Linked DNA regions of Hordeum vulgare: region 2 is linked to region 1. A link is a contact called in public Hi-C data. All regions are on one chromosome and are shown on one strand. The core of a region is the stretch at or near the end of the contact, and the rest is flanking DNA. Distances in the headings are between cores, read along the strand shown. Region 1 has its middle 46 kb from the start of LOC123417357. Region 2 has its middle 16 kb from the start of LOC123422133.

Region 1 (5,130 bases), core at 1,379-3,878:
TCCATTCGACGAGCTAGCATGCATGCGGTCGTGTTGGGGATGAACGCATGCATGCGTATGGATCGTGTTTGCTTTCGTTATCAGGAACAATTCAGCCATTCATGATAGCGATGTATATATAGTACGTACAAAACAGAGTTGCCACTAACTACAGGATCTTTATTGCAACTACGTTAAAAGACGGGGCTTCCCGGCCCCTTCTGAATCCTCACGTGCTCGACCCATCGGTTCTTATTTTAATTAGGTGAGTTTTTCTTAAGCTAAGTAAGTGAGCTTTTTATAAACAACGTTTGGCGTGGATAATAGCAAGTTGAACTTGATTGAGTATCGACTAATTCCCCTGCTCACTTGTGCTAATATACTTGGTACTCCCTCCGTAAACTAATATAAAAGTATTTAGAACATTACTTTAGTAATCTAAACACTCTTATATTAGTTTACAGAGAGAGTACTATTTTGAAAGCTTTGATCTCCTATTGACGTGGTGGCGCAAGTGTGTCGTACCAACAGAGAAAAAACAACAACATAGAAAATGAAGAGAGGGAGAAAGTTTTGATTGGATTAGTAGGAGCAGTTGATGAAGTCATGTTTACATTCAAATGAGTGACCTTCAAAATATATTCAAATGCTTAATGTTTGTAGTTTTCTTTGGATAAGTTCTCTTATCAAAGAACCGGTGAAATATGGGACGAAGATATAGTTTAATGAAATAATTGGGTAGTGAAGTATACCTTGATGACAAACAATAAATGAATTTATGTTAAAAAATTAGACAGTAATTTTAATAGAGCAAGTAGAAACTGTATTTTTTAAAGGAGGAAATATATAAGAAGTTAAAGGATAGGAGGCCGTTTGCTCCACTAAGGCCCTGTTTGAAACCACCCAGATTATATAATTCAGTTTTTATAATCTATTATGTCTTCAAACAGGACAGCTTATGATGTAGATTATAAAAACTAGATGTATAGATTATTAAAAACTCATAATCTACTCTATACCAGCTAAAATCAAATTATGGATTGCTAATGACCCATTACCCTTGTAAAATTGGAATAATTACATTCCTACCACCGCCACCCTCCTATTTAAAAAAAACAGAGGGCAGACAGGTCATTATGCAATGTAAAACCTGGATTACAGTTTATATAATCTGATCTCCAAACATGTTCACCTAGATTATTTTTATAAACCAGATTATCTAATCTATATTCATAATCTGGATTATCATAATCTATTGTGGTTCTATATTCATAAACATGTTTGGAGGCCAGATTATATAAACTGTAATCGAGGTTTTACATTGCATAATGACCTGTCTGCCCTTTGTTTATTTAAAAAAGAGGAGGATGGCGGTGGTAAGAATGTAATTATCTCGAATTTTACAAGGGTAATGGGTCATTAGAAATCCATAATCTGATTTTAGCTAGGTAGAGTAGATTGTGAGTTTTTAATAATCTGTCCATCTAGTTTTTATAATCTACATCATAATCCATTATGTTTGAAGACATAATAGATTATAAAAATTAGATTATATAATCTGAATGGTTCCAACCATGGCCTAAATTGTAAGAGATGGGTCAAAGATGGAAAGTGCTCTTCTACACTCGAGCTCAAATGAGCTCGGGTGAACAGTTTGGAAACTTTGACAAATGTTCTAATAGTTTTCAAAATTTCAGTACCAAATCATTTTTTAAAGTCATGGCAAAAATAATACTCCCTCCGTCCCAAAATAAGTGTCGTAAAATTTGTACTAAGTTAGTATAAATTTTATATTAGATCAATGGCACTTATTTTGGGACCGAGGGAGTAATAATTAGTGCTCTAAAATGCTTTCGAAAGCAGCATTTTTAGAGTTTCGATTTTGGTTTTTTTTGCCATGACATTCAAAAATGTGATTTTATGATGAAACTTTGTGGGCACTTAGAACATTTGTTAAAGTTTGCCCAAAAAAAATTCAGATTTTTTAAAACATTTTTACAAAATTGTTCGAATTTACTATTCATCCAAGCTCATTTGAGCTCGGATGCAAAAACATCAAAGATGGACTTACTTCCTACAATTGGTACCGATATATCCACGGTCAGAGCAAGATAAAAAAGTTGATCAAAGTGACGGTAGTTGGCAATCGACGGTAATTTCTCTGTTAACTACTTACTCCCTCACCACCAACCAGGTAGGTTGAGTCAGAATTAAAAATTTCAATGAAATTTTCGAAATTTTGCATATTTTAGCGGGGTTCAAAATATTTTGAACCCCAAAATTTTGAGGCACATCCAAACCGATTTAAAAATTAATTTAAATAACATTTGAATTCGTTAAAATCAAGTCAACTTTGAAATCTCAAAATCCGAAATGATTTCCGAAAATCGCTATGAGATTTCGCATATTTCAGCGTGGTCCAAAATTATTTTGTTTCCGAAATTGAAGACCTTGGGTGGAGTAAAAAAATAAAAATTCGTTCGGTGCGGTAGGAACTCGCGATGGGCGTAAACAAGCTCACCTGTCGTGTGGACGTGCAGGCTGCAGACGAGATCGAGATCGACCCAACACCGCAGGCTCCAGGCTCCAGCGTGGGGGGAGCATACGTAGACAAGGTGACCTGTAGAGATGGCGCGGGCAGGCTGATCGATCTAGCACGAGCGCGCCAGGCCACCCAGTTCGACACCCCAGCCGGCCTTCGTGGCAGGTTCCGGTGAATCACTCGACCGAGAGATCGAGCGCGACGCCCCCAATGTCGACAGAGCCATTGATTTGTGCTGTGTGGATAGGCGGATATCCATACGGCGAAAGGGACGCCGGCCGGCCGGGCCCGACGGAACTGATCGAGAGCGCCGCCGTTAAATGAACCCGATCTATCTATCTGAAGACCCAGCAGCGCCACCACCGCTTTTCGACTGAAAAAGAACGAAACTGGTCCTTTTTTTTAAACTTGAACATAAAATGACCTCAATCTTAAAAAAATAATCAGAATCCGGTCCTTTTGCATCACCCCGGTGCTGCGGCGCCAGCCATGCTAGATAGCATGACGCTCGAGCCCGGAGCGCCATGCTACATGTCGGCATCATGGCGTCCCCTAGCCCTAGGCGTCATGTAAAAAGAGATCGATTTGTAAATATTTTTAAACTGGGGTCATTTTGTGTTGAAGTTTTAGAAAAAGATCAATTTTGTCCATTTTGATGCTTTTTGACGTCTCGGAAACGGAACAACGGACGATGGCGACCGCCGGCCCCCAACTCGACGTCGAGCGGATGCCCCGGACCCATTTCGACGAAACAGTTGTTGTGTCTTCGTGTGTGTGTCTCCGTGGGCGTAGGTGTACCGGCAGGTCGGAGGCTTTCAAGAACAGAGGGAGAGAGATAGAGCTAGGGACGTAGTGGCGGCCAACGTCGTCACACCTGCTTTCTTCAGTATCTTGGACTCGGTACGTGGAAGCTTTCGAGATGAGGAAATTACAAGAGTGGGCCGCGTGTGATTTGCATCAAGACATGTATAATGGTTGACAAAACAATCTTATCTTAAAGTTTGCATGTAATTTAGAGATGATGCCTATAATAGATTATCTCTTAGCATTATCAACAATAAGAAGTCGTTTCTAAAAACATGATGAGACATAGGATTAACCGAGACATATCATGTTAAGAGATAATCTCTTAAATAAGAAAGACAAGTCTTTTCTTATAATTTTTCTTTCTTTCATCTTAATATTTATCCTATCTGTCACTTCTAAGATAACATGATTGTATATATCCTTATCTTACTCTCTCTACTAGCGTACCACTTCTTATTGTGACCATGTTTAGCACAGTTGCGTTTGAAACTGAAGGAATGAAGGAACGGCAAGGTGTGCGGCTGGACGGACGCGTCCATCACCACGCACCAGCCGATGCCATGCTATCTACTCCCTTCGTTCTTTAATATAATTTTTTAAAACTTTTACTATGAATTACATAAAAAAATATATTTTAAAATATGTCTATGTACGTTCGTAATTTATATGTAATCCGTAGTTAAATTTTTAAAAAGACTTGTATTTAAAAATAGATGAGTAGCGACGAGGTCATAGCTAAGCCCACACACAAACATAAAAGGAACAGACCGCGAAAGCGAACCAATCAGCCCACTGATGATAAAACAGAGGTCAACTAGCTGCGTGCCTCTGTGTGTTCGCCAAGCATGGAAAGATTCTGGACGAGATGACAGCGACTCCCGCAATTCGTTCACTTCCGTGACAATGGTGACCGGCATCGATGGCGATCTTGCAAGTACCAGGACTGTGATACAGGATCGCCGAGGAAGCTGCGGGGAATCCGACGGCTTCCACATCACTCAATCTTCTTCTCGCCAGAGTTACGTGCCCTCCTGCAGTAATTTCATTCAGTTGTTTGCATCATTTGAAGGGAAATGATGACGACGTCCAGTATACGGTGCACCCAAGTACCGACCGGGACACCTGTTTCTTTGTTATTACACCTGACATGGTTATGGAAAAAGACATCGTTTTGGAGGATGTTCAGGATGGTGGCAAGCTGGAGCGAATAGCTAATGGCTATCCTAGATAGTTTGATTGGATCTGCCTCGCCTTCTTCCTCTTCCTCCTGAGTCCTACATGTTCGAGTCCGGCGGATGCTGCCCAATTCTCCTTCGCGGAGTCTGGAAGTAGGCTTGCTGCAATACGAGCGACACGACGAACCTGGATCTCTGCTAAGAGCTTCAACCGACGCTCAAGGGTGAGCATGGCATAAATCATCATCCGCTCGCGGGCCATGGTTTCGACTGATGGCGAGCAACGAGCGGATTGAACAATGGCGGCGGAGGGGAGGGGGAAGGGTGAAAGTGGGAATGACTAGGGTAAGGTGTCACCGCCCACTTATATTGCCGGATTTGGTTCCTCGGACGGCACGACGGTGCGGCGTTTTTACCAGACCCTTGGTTCGATGGGTATTTGTGTGTGTCCGACATGTAAGTCCGACGTGAACAAGGCGTCCGAATGCAACCGAGCATTCTCATATCCAGCCAGGTATCGGTGAGGTCGAACGTATAGAATAAGGTTGGAGGAGTCCGGCTAGGTCACGTCTTATACTTGGCCACCGACTGGAGCGTCCGCCAGATATACAGGGGACATTTGAGGGG
Region 2 (4,987 bases), core at 1,244-3,743, 140 kb after region 1:
TTTGTTAAGAGCATGGCCTCCATCGGCACCGCAAATTCCTAAGCCAGAAAGGGTGGGGTCTGTTTTGTTCCCTTGCCCGTTCGCCTTGTCGGGAGAGGCTAGCCTTGCCGACACAGGCTAAGCCAAACTGGCTCGCCCGCTCGATGGAAGGAAAGACTCAAAACCACAGTTAAAAGAGCATCTACAACTGGATCTTTTATATTCGTCTCATACGTCCGGGCAGACCGCCCGGTCACTGTCCGGTCACGAAAAATCAATTCAGGCGGACTCCCTAAATGGGCGTGAAACGAGTGGGTTGACCGGCACCCTCATATCCAGCACAAATATGGTGTGGATATGGTGGAGCCTAGGCATGCCCAGGCAGGCCCGCCTGACTGCCTGGCCCACTACCGACCTCAACGCCATGTCAGCACGGCCCATCATGGACCCCACTAAATACCCGAATCAGGAAAACCCTAGACATTAGGAAATTCACTCTCCGTCCACTCTACTTCCCCTTCCCACTCTCTAATTCAATGGTCGGCGACGGAAGCAACACCGACGGATCGAACGTCGATGTGGAGGAGGTGGACCTCCGCATCACGTTGCGTCGGTCGCTGTAGGACCAAGGCGGCTCCGACGGCGATGGATCTGCATCCTTCGGGCCAGTCGCACGCCAACGGAGTGCCGACGGCGGTGTATCTGAATCCTCCAGGTCCTTCGCACGCTGATGAAGCGTCGGCGACGTTGTAGGCCCTCCCCGCGAAGCGCGCAGCTTCGGTCGCTCCCACTCCGGTCGGTCTGCTCCAGGTCTCGTACGCCGCCCAACTCCACCACCTTCTGCTCCAGAAGCGATGCCCGTCAACCGTTGGGTCCCTCGTGCCCACGTCGGGGACGGGGCGCACGAGGAGGCCGGAGTCCAAGGTCTGTGCAGCCCATCGCGAGCGGCAGCGGACGAGGGAGAGGGGAAGGCGCTGGCCGTGCGGTGTTCGACCTTGCATGCGTCGGTCGACCCCGAGGACGCGCTCCTCGCGGGTGTCCTTAGCCGCTCGCTTACGCGGAGTCGGATGCACGTCGCCTCCGCCGCAAGAGTGCGGACACGCTCCGACTGGCCATCCAGTTATCGGAGCGCGAGGCAGCGAAAGAGGCGGCGACGAAGGTGAAAGAGGCCCGCCACGTCTAGGAGCGGATCCGCCTACTACACAGGTTGTCCAGCATGTGTTGCAACTCCGACGAGGACGAGGACGACGACAGCGACGCCTCCACCTCCGACCCGATGACGACGACTCTCCCCCGCACGTCGATGTCTACACGGAGGATGGACGCAACTGCGTGAACGACCAGAAGGGGAAGGAGGCGGCGAGGAAATGGTGATTTTCTCCGTCCTTCCCCGTTTTGTTCATATTTTAATTGTGCTTAAGTAGTTTCTAGTATGAATTTGCCGATGAACTTCGATAAACTATGATCCTTTTATCCGGCAAAGCAATTTGATTCGATGAATGATGTTGATTTTTTGTTCTACGTAGCGTTTTTTTTAAGATCCAGCGATGGCTGGCTTGTATTAAAATAGCAGAAAGCACATGGTGAAGAAACACATAAAAAGGGGGGAGATCAATGGATCAAGGATGTAAGAAGAAGAAATATAAAAAAGGAGGTAACTAGGTATCTCTCATGGTGGCTCCCCAAAGGGGTGCTCCAATAAAACTGCGCCTGCCTCGCGCCACAACCTAAGTGTTTTGTTGATTTTTTCCTTTATGTCTTGAACTTGCGCCTTCTTGTTCCTGAAGGTGCATTCGTTTCGCTCCTTCTTGTTCTACGTAGTGTTGTATGTGTTTGTATGAATATAAAGATTCGGATATAAAAATACAGATGCGAAGGACAAAAAATAAAAAGCGCCAGACCAGTGTTCATGGACGCATCCGGACAAAAAATAAAGAGCTGTCCAGGAACCAAATACTATTGGCTTCCTTGGCGTAAGACGAGCGCTTGCCACACAACCAAACATTTGCACCTGCACTCAACTGAGCTGACGCTGCCGCGACACGTAGGCAGGAGCGCCAAACTGCTCACTGCTCACTAACGTCGCCGCCGCAAGGTGAAGCGCAAACCAACTACTATTAAATCATTCGAGTGAAGCAGCAGCTAGGTGTAATAATCCTCCTTCGTTCCAAAAATTTTGTTTTAAATTTGTCTAGATAAAAATATAACTAATCACATTTTAATATTTAGATACATTCATTTCTAGACAAACTTAAGACAATTCATTTGAAACGGATGGAATAATAAAGAAAGAAAGAGGTGTCCCGGTCGGTACTTAGGTCAGGTGCACCGTATATCGGACGTCACTTTTTCCCTGCGACAATACCGGACGTCACTTTCATTTCGTATCCAATACCAGTTCAAATGAGTGAATGAACACGAGGCCACGTAACGATGGCAAAGAGAAAGATAGGTAGATCTCGACACCGCCGTCAGATTCGCCGCAGCTTCCTCGGCGATCTTTTACAGTTTTGTTTGAAGGATCGATCCCGCCATCTACGCCCGTCGCGTCACGGTACCGGACGAATTCCGAGAGTCCCTGCTGTGCTGTCCCGGCCCGAATCTTTCTATTTATGTTTGGCGATCACACACGCAGGTCGCTGACCTCTGTTTTATTATCAGTGGTCAGCTAAAGCTAGGTTCGCTTTCGCGGCTCATTTCCTTCCTTTTTCTGCTGCTACGCCCCTCCTCACTTGCTGCTGCTCGATTCGGCGTCTCGGCGGGAGCTTCGATGCCGACGGCATCGGCTGGTGCACGGCGGGTGGGCGGTGATGGGCGCGCGTCACGTCCGTCCGTCCGGACGCACGCCATGCCGTTTCGCCCTTCAGACGCAACGCAACCGTGCGAGCTAAACTAGAAAAGTTGGTCACGATAGCAACACAACTGCCACGCCATTCTTTTTTCTTTTTCTGAAATTAGTGGCACGCCATTCTTAGAGCATCTATCATCATGAATAGCAAAAGATGACCCTGAAACGTGTAGGGACGGGTCCGAAGTTGTCCACGAAAAGTGACTCAAAAAAGGACAAAAGAACTGAAGTATTATTGTCGATGAACTCATAAGGACTTGATTCTTATTTAAGATAACCAAACTAGCAGGAATATTAGTTGTTATATTTTGCTACTCTTTTATTCCTTTTGTCGTGATATGACATAACATAAGGGTTTATCAATTATTTATAGACGTCTCTAAATAAGAATGTGTGGTTAGATGTAAACTTTAATATTTTGCGCATCTGTATCTATATATGTGTACATATTCATTATTTATAGGGACCTATTTTTCAACTTTGCCCTAGGGCCCCGCAACAAATAGAGCCGGCCCTGTGTATCCGAACATTTCATACTTGATTTTAAAATTTAACTAAAACATGCAAACTGAAAAAACTACGTACTACGTACAAACCTAACTACGACTCCTCGTCAGAGATTTCGACGATTTTCGTGTCCTCCGATGGGTACATGGCTCACAACCGCAGCTCCGCCCCTTCCGACATCTTCGGCTGCTCCAATGCGGCCTCCTTCATCGATATCTCCGTGTCGAGCTTGTCAAAGAAGGTGTCAGCCTCCGCCTGCCTACCGGATGAGCTTGTAGTTGGCCTTCAGGATGGCCTACTGCTCCGCCATCTTCTATGCTTGTGTGGCGGCGAACTCCGCCTCCGCGTCTGTCATGTTCACGTTTGGAGCAGGCTGGTCCGCCTCGTCCTCCATCGCCTCTGGCAGCTCCTTCTCCTCCCTCTCCTCCGCCTCCTTATATCCACTCCTTATCTGGCTTTGGCGAGTCCAGAGGCAGAACCACAGCGATGCGGGCGACGTGTCGAGCCTGGATCTCCGCCTCAGTCAGCATCCGACGCTCCGACGTGAGCATAGCGTACGTGATGATCCTACGATGGACCATACTGACGTTGAAGAGCGGAGGAGAACGGGGGAGAGGAGGCGGGCGGGCTCGGATGACGGCCGAGGGAGGAACGGGGTGGATGTGCTAGGGCTGGAGATGTTGACCGGCTTAAATAGCCGGCTATGGCCTTGGGCGGCGAGCCGAAGCGGCGCCACGTCGGACCATCAGGTTTCCGGGCGAGTCCGCGTGAAGCCCAATCGTCATACCAACGTGGCGGACGTGCCCGGACACGACCGAGCGTCATCATATCCGTCCTATATTTAAGCTGCATATAAAAGCAACTCCAATGAGGCGACCCATTTCCATAATTTTGCGGCCACACAGACAAAATGGATGGCCTAACGCACCGACCCATTGCCATAACGCGTCCGCTTCGTGTCTGCGCCGACCCATTTCCGTCCCAAACTTGGAACTGAAATGCGTCGGTCCGGACGCGCGCGCCCTCTCTGTGTCCGCCCCAACCACCACCGGTCAACATTATTAAAGACGGCTGCCCTTCTCGGGCCCACCCGTCAACGGACATGGTCGGCCTTTTTAAATTCGGCCGTGCGATGGGTCCGTCTCATCTGCTTCCAGAACCCACCAGTCCCCATCTCATCACCTCGTCGGCGACCAAACCCTACGTTGGTCGACCTCACCAGCCCGATGACGACGACGATGACGCCTAAGGCTACCTCGTAGTTTTATTTTTTATTTTTTAATTAATGTAATGCGTAAGCATGGACTCTCGCGAGCCTTCATGGCCGACTTATAATGTTTAATTATGTCTGTTTATTATTTTTCACAAAAACTTTATATATTTTTTCGCACGTCGGTAAAAAATGAATTGAGTCAGCGTTGGGCCATGCGTCGACGCAGATCTAAACGGACAAAAAACGAATGAAATGACCGTCCATTTGGATCAAACGGTTGAAGTTGCTTTAAGATCAGTTTGAAAGGATCGATATTTTATAACTGAATCATTAACTGGACGACATGTACGAAGTGTCCGGTTATCGATGGTCTTAAGGTTTCCTGATCGCAGAAGCCTCCACGTACCGAGTCCATGAAAGATGAAGCAGAGGCGAGCACG

Evidence for each region. Hi-C and Micro-C count contacts between places; a contact is called where the count stands out from the background.
Region 2: a Hi-C map of leaf shows a contact between it and region 1, with 2.8 times the contacts expected there. The contact joins two enhancer-like sites. A contact is called at or near these places in 3 of 6 Hi-C or Micro-C datasets (leaf and seedling).

What each region holds. Positions count from the first base shown.
Region 1 is chr1H:487,223,228-487,228,357 of MorexV3_pseudomolecules_assembly, forward strand. No RefSeq gene overlaps it. Among protein-coding and RNA genes, the nearest start is that of LOC123417357, 46 kb to the right of the region's middle. Within about 2 kb of position 2,629, at least 3 of the 3 cell types and tissues checked have open chromatin away from gene starts, as enhancers often do. A contact at or near this core is called in leaf, where this site is marked.
Region 2 is chr1H:487,366,233-487,371,219 of MorexV3_pseudomolecules_assembly, forward strand. No RefSeq gene overlaps it. Among protein-coding and RNA genes, the nearest start is that of LOC123422133, 16 kb to the right of the region's middle. Within about 2 kb of position 2,494, at least 2 of the 3 cell types and tissues checked have open chromatin away from gene starts, as enhancers often do. A contact at or near this core is called in leaf, where this site is marked.